Regions from separate parts of the Mus musculus genome. Here region 1 is linked to region 2. A link is a contact called in public HiChIP or PLAC-seq data. All regions are on one chromosome and are shown on one strand. Each heading gives the region's core, a stretch centred on a gene start, on an enhancer-like site or on the middle of the called end of the contact. The rest is flanking DNA. Distances are from core to core; before and after follow the strand shown.

What was found. HiChIP or PLAC-seq counts read pairs in DNA pulled down with a chosen protein or histone mark.
Region 1: a contact with region 2 is called in an H3K4me3 HiChIP or PLAC-seq map of bone marrow-derived macrophages, with 4 times the contacts expected there. The contact joins two enhancer-like sites. A contact is called at or near these places in 1 of 115 datasets of contacts at active chromatin or transcription factors (bone marrow-derived macrophages) and 2 of 9 other capture datasets (adipose tissue and liver).

Annotation. Positions count from the first base shown.
Region 1 is chr9:48,405,281-48,410,556 of GRCm38.p6, reverse strand. No RefSeq gene overlaps it. Among named protein-coding and RNA genes, the nearest start is that of Gm32131, 13 kb to the left of the region's middle. Within about 2 kb of position 3,191, at least 37 of the 459 cell types and tissues checked have an H3K27ac peak or open chromatin away from gene starts, as enhancers often do. A contact at or near this core is called in bone marrow-derived macrophages, where this site is marked.
Region 2 is chr9:48,265,774-48,271,264 of GRCm38.p6, reverse strand. It overlaps Gm51672 (a long non-coding RNA gene), which reads left to right. Exons shown (of 4, transcript XR_003948154.1): 3 at 481-555; 4 at 2,434-5,491. It also overlaps a transcript of Nxpe4 not described here. Among named protein-coding and RNA genes, the nearest start is that of Gm51672, 15 kb to the left of the region's middle. Within about 2 kb of position 3,939, at least 146 of the 459 cell types and tissues checked have an H3K27ac peak or open chromatin away from gene starts, as enhancers often do. A contact at or near this core is called in bone marrow-derived macrophages, where this site is marked.

The DNA of each region.
Region 1 (5,276 bases), core at 1,942-4,441, 140 kb before region 2:
CAGCAGCACACATTGAAATCAGAGATGACTGTAATTGGCACCTAGCATACAGTATTTGCTCTCTTTCAGTGAATTCTATTTGAGAAAGTTCTCATCTTAAACAAGTTTCCTGTTTTTTAACATTGTTTGAAATTGAGCAACCTTGAGAGGCCTTTTCTGGTTCATCAGGGTAGTTGCATAATTTTTTAAAACGCATTTTCAAGAGTGACAGATTACACTCCTTTTTTAAAAAAATTTTTTATTAGGTATTTAGCTCATTTACATTTCCAATGCTATACCAAAAGTCCCCCATACCCACCCACCCCCACTCCCCTACCCACCCACTCCCCCTTTTTGGCCCTGGCGTTCCCCTGTACTGGGGCATATAAAATTTGCGTGTCCAATGGGCCTCTCTTTGCAGTGATGGCCGACTAGGCCATCTTTTGATACATATGCAGCTAGAGTCAAGAGCTCCGGGGTACTGGTTAGTTCATAATGTTGATCCACCTATAGGGTTGCAGATCCCTTTAGCTCCTTGGGTACTTTCTCTAGCTCCTCCATTGGGAGCCCTGTGATCCATCCATTAGCTGACTGTGAGCATCCACTTCTGTGTTTGCTAGGCCCCGGCATAGTCTCACAAGAGACAGCTACATCTGGGTCCTTTCGATAAAATCTTGCTAGTGTATGCAATGGTGTCAGCGTTTGGATGCTGATTATGGGGTGGATCCCTGGATATGGCAGTCTCTACATGGTCCATCCTTTCATCTCAGCTCCAAACTTTGTCTCTGTAACTCCTTCCAAGGGTGTTTTGTTCCCACTTCTAAGGAGGGGCATAGTGTCCACACTTCAGTCTTCATTTTTTTTGAGTTTCATGTGTTTAGGAAATTGTATCTTATATCTTGGGTATCCTAGGTTTTGGGCTAATATCCACTTATCAGTGAGTACATATTGTGTGAGTTCCTTTGTGAATGTGTTACCTCACTCAGGATGATGCCCTCCAGGTCCATCCATTTGGCTAGGAATTTCATAAATTCATTCTTTTTAATAGCTGAGTAGTACTCCATTGTGTAGATGTACCACATTTTCTGTATCCATTCCTCTGTTGAGGAGCATCTGGGTTCTTTCCAGCTTCTGGCTATTATAAATAAGGCTGCTATGAACATAGTGGAGCATGTGTCCTTCTTACCAGTTGGGGCATCTTCTGGATATATGCCCAGGAGAGGTATCTTCAAGGCTTTTCCCCACTTTCTCCTCTATAAGTTTCAGTGTCTCTGGTTTTAAGTGAAGTTCCTTGATCCACTTAGATTTGACCTTAGTACAAGGAGATAAGTATGGATCGATTCGCATTCTTCTACATGATAACAACCAGTTGTGCCAGCACCAATTGTTGAAGATGCTGTCTTTCTTCCACTGGATGGTTTTAGCTCCCTTGTCGAAGATCAAGTGACCATAGGTGTGTGGGTTCATTTCTGGGTCTTCAATTCTATTCCATTGGTCTACTTGTCTGTCTCTATACCAGTACCATGCAGTTTTTATCACAATTGCTCTGTAGTAAAGCTTTAGGTCAGGCATGGTGATTCCACCAGAGGTTCTTTTATCCTTGAGAAGAGTTTTTGCTATCCTAGGTTTTTTGTTATTCCAGATGAATTTGCAAATTGCTCCCTCTAATTCGTTGAAGAATTGAGTTGGAATTTTGATGGGGATTACATTGAATCTGTAAATTGCTTTTGGCAAGATAGCCATTTTTACAATGTTGATCCTGCCAATCCATGAGCATGGGAGATCCTTCCATCTTCTGAGATCTTCTTTAATTTCTTTCTTCAGAGACTTGAAGTTTTTATCATACAGATCTTTCACTTCCTTAGTTAGAGTCACGCCGAGATATTTTATATTATTTGAGACTATTGAGAAGGGTGTTGTCAGATTACACTCCTAAATGTATTTTCTAAAGTCAAAGCATATGACCACGGCTGGCTGAAATTCAGTTAGGTTATAACATAAATTGCAATTTCAGTATGACCCTCTCGTTGGTGAGAATACAAATTAATGCAGTTAATTTATGGCACTGTCTTGCTTGCCTGCTGTTTACCTGGACCATAGGTCTACACTGTGTGTAGATCATAAGAGATCTATCACTCGGGCTCACACAAAAAGATCCACGAGGAAATTTCAGTATGTGAATAACATGGAGTTTACTGTGAATTACAGAAAACATTTAAGAAAATCTCCTGGAAAACTTAAATCTAGCATTCAGAAGCCACTCCCTGGGCTCCTCTCAAGAGGAAGCACTCGGCAAAGCAGGGCTAGAATGAAGGTAAACCTCCTCCAGACAGTTCTCCATGTATGGTAAACACACTCACAAAGCACACATCCAAAGACACATTTGAGAAAGATGACTCTGCTTTTCTGACTGACTGAAAACAACCCTCTGTGGAATGGCACCAGGCCAACCAAACTTGATAATCACTCAGCCCTCAACGCAGGAGGACTGCCTCTCTTTAGAAAGCTTTCCAGAATAAATCTAGAGCACACTGATCTTTCTCGCAGTCCAGGGTCCCACAGCCTAGTCCTACATTCCCATCAGGGTCATCCCACATGTGAAAAGCCAAGCTAAGAGTCTGATCAGCTGCAAAGAAACATTGCTGATGCAAACATTTGTTGTGAGGACTTCCCCAGGTGGATGTGACAAAGGTCTGTCTGTTGCCCCCAGTTTGGAGACCAATCCAAAGGCGCAATCCCTCCCGGGTCTAAGCGAACAGAGCCTACTGGGGTTACTTACAGACAAGAACACGAGTGACTCATAGGCAGCCACATCAACTAAGCCCGCAGCATCGAGGAGTATGAGTCTTGGCTCACAGAAGCTGGGGCTTGCCCTGGGGCTCTCTGGCCCAACCTGCATGCAGTTCCAGCAGACTGACTGTTTAGTGCTTTTATAACCTTTGGAGGGAGGCTTGCAGTCTTGCAGCTTCTGAGACTCTAGAACATTTTTAGATTCTGGTCCCGAGTTTTAGGAACCCTTTCTTCTTGGAATTTGAAGAAAACAGATAAGTGATTCTTTGTAACAGGAAAGAAGACAAAACAAACCCCCCAAAACACAAAGAACAAAAATCCAAAAGCTCCAAAAACAAATACTGTAGAGAAAACAAAGTACAAATGAATCACTGGGTGGGAACAGCAAATAAAGGTCTGTCAAAGTCACCTTCGTCATCCTTTTTGCCTTTGACAGCCTTTTTTCCCCACTCGGTGCTCTAGTGGCCTAGAGACAAGTGGGATACACCCTCCTCCCTCTCCCTATTTCACTTTTCAAAAATAATGCAGTTATCAACGAGAGTTTTGTATTTAGCAACAGGGAAAAAGTTTAACCAACAACAGAGAATGGAAAACAAGGGTGAGTGGGGGGGGAGAGAAAGAGGGGAAGAGAGGGAGAGAAAGAGAGAGAAGGAGAGGAAGAGAGAGAGGGGAGGGGGAAGAGGGAGGGGGGGGAGGAGAGGGAGGGGAGGGAGGAGAGGGAGGGGAGGGAGGGAGAACAGGGACAGAGATCACAGAAGAAGACTAGATAGAGCACCTGAGAGGCCGGAAGGAACCGAGTTACCACTTTGTTTTCTCTACATTAAGTTTTTCTTTTCCATTAAGGTTTTTTCCCTCAGGTCATTACAACACCCAAAATAAGGGAGAGGGCAAGAGACCCACTTTGGTAGCAGATTCTAACAACTAGTAGCTGTGTCCCTGTTTGTGGACAGAAGCACGGGGCCTAATATCTATACTATACCAAAAGGGATCCATGAGCACCTTGGATACAGCATGACAGTAGAAAAGGTTACCAAAAAGCAGGGGGCAGGGGGTACCTAAATAAAACTAAAACCTCAAGCCCCTGAGAGCCGTGATTACCAGCTCTCCTCTGCCTGAGGAGGTATGGGGTGGGTATATGCAATGCCTGCCAATGGTCTTTACTTTTGTTTGCTCTGAGCTCTTTTAATTCTTCTGTCTGTGGACTAAAAGAAGTCACCTGCTAGTTGGTACCAGTTATCACCAAGTAGCGAGCTGTCACCTCAGCAGTGAAGCCCATGTGGTCCTCCTGACAGCCTGGTGAGGGGCTAACTTAATCTCAGCCTCTTAGTCACAGGGACATAGTTGAGGTCTGGGTTGAAGGAGAATTTCTTCAACAACAACAACAACAACAACAAGAAGGTTAGAGCTAGTCTCAGCCCTGTAAGTCCTTCAAAAGACTTCTGGAAGAATCCAGGAAGTGAGAAGGGGTGGGGTGATCTTTAGGGAATGGGCCAGGAGGAAAATGCCAAGGCCATCATAGCCTTGAGCATTACAGGGACCTAGGAAGCAAGGTGCTGTAGACAGAGACATAAGCTCTGGGCTCACCTCAAGAGTGAATAACTTTTATTTTCCCCATTGCTGTTTATATATTGCTTTGCTAGTTACCAGAGAGAGCATTGCAAGCAGAGCTGGGGGAATAGGGCCTTTAACCCCCTTTTCTTCCTTCTGCACTTTGCTGCCTGTGTGGCTTTGTTTTGTCCCAAGGGCATTCTTCCTTGATTTTATCTAGCATGCTGAGAAGTCACTGAGCCACATCTGGGTCAGAGTTTGTGTTTGAGTGGGAGACTGCAGACCATCTCCAAAAAGTAGACACAGGAGGAGGAAAAAGGACAGTAAAATAACAATAAAGGTATCTGAGGAAGTTGTAAGAAATCAGACCATTAACTATTATCTAAAAAACCCATATAATACATGTAATTGTGTATATAAATATACATATGTAGTTTAAGTTTTCTCATTTGGGCTGACAATGCTCCCCCCCAAGAGCCAAAGACCATCTAATAAAAACCCCAATACCAGACACGAGGAGCTCACTTTTGATTGTTGGTCAGGCCTATCCAAGAGGCTCCCAAAACAGACAGCCTATTGCTATTGTCCCTGGTTACTCCCCAGAGGTGGAAGATAAATTCCTATCGCTGAAGACACCATGCACTTCAGACACTGGTCCCAGAGGCTACTGCACTGGAACTGACTTGAATGTTTCCTTCTGGAGGAAGAATAGCTTTTATAGTACCAGAAGACTCTTTGCAAGCTTCCAAAGGAGAGAGGCAGTCAACAGTCCTACTCATTGATCTCTATGAACTATGACAACAATCAGCATGGCACATTCACCCTAACGGTGCAGTAGTGGCACACACACCTTGGCAGTAACCAACAGTTCTCTGACAGGACTCCAGAAGCTCTCAGCAAGAGGGAGACCATGAATCCAAGCTAATGACTCAATGCTGGTGAAGTCATGGATCTTGGAG
Region 2 (5,491 bases), core at 2,690-5,189:
TACAGAATAAAATAGTCTTGTGTACTAGGAGTAGGCTACCCTTAACTATAGCAATGGCTTTCTATCAGAGGATTTCAAGTCGTAGGAGAGGGTGGCTTTCTCTTCTCACACTACGATGGTTGGTCTTCTTGGCAGGGGATAGCAGGGGCAGGCACAGCAGGAAACTCACAGTCTTTTGAAAGGGGGCTGGAGTTCTTAGGTACCGATGGCTGTCAGAGATGAGCTAAGACAAACATTCGCATCGCAGAGCAGCGACATTTAATAAAGTGATTACGCAGTGACATTAAATGAATCCTCAGGCTATTTTAAAGTGATTAATGTGGGTGGATGGAGGCCAGGACTCACTTGGGAACCATATGAGGATGTTTTTCTTGATTAAAAATTACCAGCAATGATGATGGTAAAATTCTCAGAGGGCAGTTTTGTTTGATTGTCCTGAGTGGTAAACAACATTGCTTATTAAAAAGTTTTCTCCTCCAGGAGGCTGAGGCAGGAGGATCACAAGTTCAAGGTCAGCCTCAGCTAAGTGACTTGGAGCCCAGTCTGCATTACAGGGTAAGACTTGGTCTCAAACAACAAAAACTAACTTCCCCATTGGAGTAGAAAGTCTCTTTTACCTCTGAAAAAGATGACACTATCCACAAACAGATTCTGAGTATCCCTGGAATTGTTTGGAGGCAGTCTTAGTTATTTTACATCGTCTCTCCTGTTTCCTAGGTGGTTTTCACTAGAGCAGCACTGTCTCCAAACAGCGCAATGGTTAAGCACCTACCTCCGGGGGCATAGGGGGAAATTCAATGTGGTAGTCTGTGTCAAGAGCTCAGTGAAAAGCCGAATGCACCCCAGTTGTTAAAGCCCAAAAGACAGCACTGTCATGCCTACTAGCATCTTTACCACCACCCTTAGGGAGAGCAGCTCTGTGGAATCAGCCTCCCCGGCTCTGCCTCTGGGCTCCAAACCAGCCACCATGTGTGGTCATGCACTATCATTTTAGGCATATGACAGAAACTAGTTCAATGAACCTGACCCGTGCAGAATTTACACAAGAACGAAAGTCAGATGAATAAACCCCATTTTTGCAACACTTTTAGCTTCTAGAGAAGTGTCTTGGTGAGGTTTTACTGTTGTGAAGAGACACCGTGACTACAGCAATTCTTATAAAGGAAAATATTTCATTGGGGCTGGCTTCCAGGTGCAGAGGTTTAGGCCATTATCATCATGGCGGGAAGCACAGTGGCTTGAAGGCAGGCCTGGTGCTGGAGGAGAAAGAGCTGAGAGTTCTACATCTTGATCAGCAGGCAGTAGGAAAAGAACTGTGAGTCACTAGGCACGGTTTGGGCTTCTGAGATCTCAAAGACCACCCTCCACCTGCTGTGATGCACTTCCTCCAACAAAGCCATGCTTACCCCAACAAGGCCACACCGACTTCAATCAGCCTACACCTTGTAACTGTGGTATTCCGCGTCAGCCTTTGAGAGCCACTTTTATTCAAACCACCACAAGAAGGAAGAAGTGCACAAATGTGTTTTCTGTGCTAGATGGGGTAATGTATAAGGAAGAAAATTCATTTGGCTCCCCGCTTTGCAGAGTAGGAGGTTCAAGAGCACGGCTCCATTATCCACTTGATTGAGCGTGTTTCCTGCTGTCTCATAACAGTAAAAGGAAATTATGACAACAGACTCGCTCTGTGATAACCTATTCTTGAGATACGAACTCACTCCTGTGAGGATGCCATCTCAGACCTCAGCTATTAAAGGGCCCACTTCCCAAGATTGCCAGAATGGCAGTTGAGTCTCTCCAGGAGCTTTGGAGAGGATGAGCCATATTCAAACCATACCAAGAGGTAAATGCAGTGACCCTTTTGGAAGTGAGGTGGGATCATTTGGCTCAGCTTCCTACTTGAAAAAAATAAAAAATAAAAAGAGCCCCAGCCTCAGATTTCATCCAAATGTCCTTCTGTTTCTCCTTTAACAATAGGATTGGGAGACCAATGGGATCTGAGCAAAATTTAGAAGAGAAAAACTCCGTTCAGAGTCTTTCTTTGGATAGTTCATTCTAAAGCCATGGTGGCAGCGGAGGCGGTGGTGGCGTGTGTGTGTGTGTGTGTGTGTGTGTGTGTGTGTGTGCCTGTGTGTGTGCGTGTGTGTCCTAAATAATTACTAAGTAATGCTAATTACTAAATAATTAAATAACTTAGTAAAACATAAATGCACACAGTGATTTATATGTGTTGTTTATATATTTGTGTATAAGCAATTTAAGAATACACTAGACTACATTTTCTATTTTTCTATACATTTTAGTTCTTTTTCAATCCTCGAATTTTACGAACATACATGTTTTTCTAAGAATCACTGCTTTTGGGAGTCCTGGAATCTACGCTTTAAGAGCATTTTATCTACTTACTAATAGCACCTTTGGTTTTCTTCACAGGACTTTTTAAGACACATGGAGAAGGAAAACTCAGGTGTGCCGTCTACAGATCTTCTGAGCCCTGGGTACTATGGAGGCAATGACTCTGGGTCCCTCAGCCTCGTGGCTACACACTCCTGTGTTGAAACATGAACACCTATTTGACAGTATCTGGAGATGATTGTGTCTTGAGTGGAAACCCCTTGTGAGTGGGATTAGTACCCTCGTGAAAGAATGGGATTGTACCACAGAGCCAGGAAGCTTGCTGGTCTCCCTGCCCTGTGAGAACACAGAGAGAAAGCACTGACTATAAGGAGCCAGACAATGAATGTGGTAGCATCTATGATCTCAGACTTCTCAGGCTCCAGAACTGTGAGAAGTAAACTTCTTATTGTGTGTAAGCTTCCCAGCCTCTGGTGCTTTGTTACAGCAGCCCTAACAGGTTAAAAAAAAAAAAAAACCCAAAAACCTAAAACAAAAAGACCACTAAGATAAGAAGTGGCAGGCACTCTCAGGACTATTTCATACATTTGTGGTAAAAACAGGAAACAAAGAGATTCAGAAGTCCCTTAAGCATTCAAGCCAAGACAGAGAGAATATGGATGACTAGAGAAGAGTCCAGTCTGCCAACATCCAGCACCAACAGAAGGCTCACTTGGCACCAGCATCCTTTTCATTTTCATTTTTCCTGTCCCTCATATGAAATTCCTTCCTCCTGCTCTCTCTCCTCCTGTGAACAGAGAGAGCTTTATAACAATCAAGACCATTTCCAGGCCAAGACAACCAATTAAAAGTAACACTTCTCTAAAACTGCAAACAGTCCCCTCTCCAACGCAAACTTTTTAATCAAGGAGGCTGCCTTCCACATCCTTTCCTAATAGAGCTTGGCCTCCATCCACCAACATTAATCACTCCAAGATGGCCCGAGAACCTATGTAATGTCACCGCCTAATTCTTTTATTAAAGGTCGTTGGTCTTTGACTGAGAAGATGTGTTTTGTCTCCCATCCCCAGCCATCTGCCCCACAGTCTGAGTCTAAAGACGTCTATTCTCTCATCAAGGACAGTTGGAGACCTCTGCTGAGCCCCTTGTCTTTGAAACCTCTCTAAAGTCCCAAGACGCTTTGAAATGCAGCACATTTTGGCCAAGGCGCTTGAATGTAGCAGAAGTCTCCAAAAGACACATTCAGCTCTGGAACCTGACTTTTCCACTTTCTTTGGTAGGGGTTGGAATATGAAAACACCGCACTTTGCAAACTAGCATTTTTGGGGAAGGTATTCAATTTGCGATTGTCCCCGGGAAAGCACTATCCTGAGCTATAGCCAGGATATACAGCCAGGAACTGTTTTCTCACTGGCCAAACTTTGGAGACTGGTAAGTACAAAGGACTTTGCCGCTAAGGATCGTAAACAACGGAGTTGATGAAAGTTTGTTGAGCAATAATGTCTGACCCAGGAACACGGTGCAATACAGTTTGGAGCTACCAGGCATGTCCGGGGACGCTGGAGGGAGAAGAACGGTTCAGAGAGCAGTGGCTCCTGAGGACCGCCCAGTGGATGTTCTAATGGGTGGAGAGGAGCTTTCCACGTGACGTCCCTGAGCTGCTCATGGAATGGGACTGTGGTGGGAAGCCTCAGGCTGGACCAGTGTGCTCGGCAGAGCTTGCCAGTCAAGTGTACAAGGGACGCGTGTGCACGTGTGTGAGCGCGCCTGGGCAGGTTAGCGTGGTGTGTGGTTCGTAACAGATTCTTTGGAGCTTCTCTCTGTGCACATATCCCATGCAGTCTGCAAAGCAATGAGGCTTATTTAACATTCACTGTGGGACAAATAAGAGAAAATTAAAAGAGCAATTTTAGGAGGGAATAATTGTTTTCCATACACTATAATTACAACTGCCTGTAAATGCCGCTATCATAAACGAATCTGCCGTTTAGAGTTCTCTTAAATTCTTTCCGTAATGAACACGCTCTGAAGGCGGGAGACCTCGGCGGCGCTCCAGTTGGGGATGCTGGGCCTGCACTGACCCCTGGCGTCTGCCTTGGGCAGAGATCTCCCACCGCAGGCACAAAGCCTGGTACCCAGCTGGGCGAACTCCCTTGTCCTTTTCTGTCCTTGGCTTTACAAACATCCCGGAGACCCTTGGGACAGGAGTAAATCTTAGAATCTCTGACTTCCAAGGTCTCCTGAGGCGATTTTTATAATATTTGCGTCGACATTGTTTCTCCTCTCTGGCTCTCTTCCTCAGCAAACAGCACCTTTCAATTGCCACTCAAAAACCTAAAGGTCATTTCTGATCATCCCTTCTTTCCTACCATAGGGGTGAGCAAGCCAGGACCCCTCAGACACCGAGACTTGGTGACGGTGTGCCTCCGATGGATCTCTCCATCCATCCCGGAGAGACACCAGCCACCACCACCCTCCCTGGATAGTACACATCAGCCTCTGAGTGACTTTCTTGCTTGAGACTTAGTGTCTCCAGGGATCTTCCACTTTTTAACTTACGAAATTTATTCCTCAAGTAACCTTTGATGAACCAGAAAGACTGCTGTTAATTACTTTTAATAAGTCATGGTGTGAACTTGGCACAATCACTTGGGCAATCTTCCTCTTTGTTAGGGTTGGGGCAAGAACAGGGCTTTTCTATCTTTTCTTTTTAAGGCTTTCCATTATCAATTCCCTTAGTGCCCCGCCCTTTCCCTTTGTTTCCAGAGAAATCTCTTAGACCAAATAAACTCGATGATTAAAATAAAATTATTTCCTGCTTTTCATGAAAGACAGAGCTGACTGATAATTGGGGCATCTGGTCAGGAGAAGATAACCAACATTATCATAAAGAATGAACATAATCCCAGCCAAAGGCAGAGCAACAGTCCGATAGTTTATCTAGCCAGTGCAGTCTTATCAAGACAAAATCTAGCATCTCTGTTAGCTTTTCAAAAAATTGAGAAAAGCACATAGCTTCAGATTTCGGCTATCCTAGATCCTCTGTGATAGTCTGAAGGAAGTGACTCTTGGGGTTTAAACTGCTCTGGGATTCTAAGTGTCAGCCGCACTCACACGCTGCAGTATTCTTGGCATT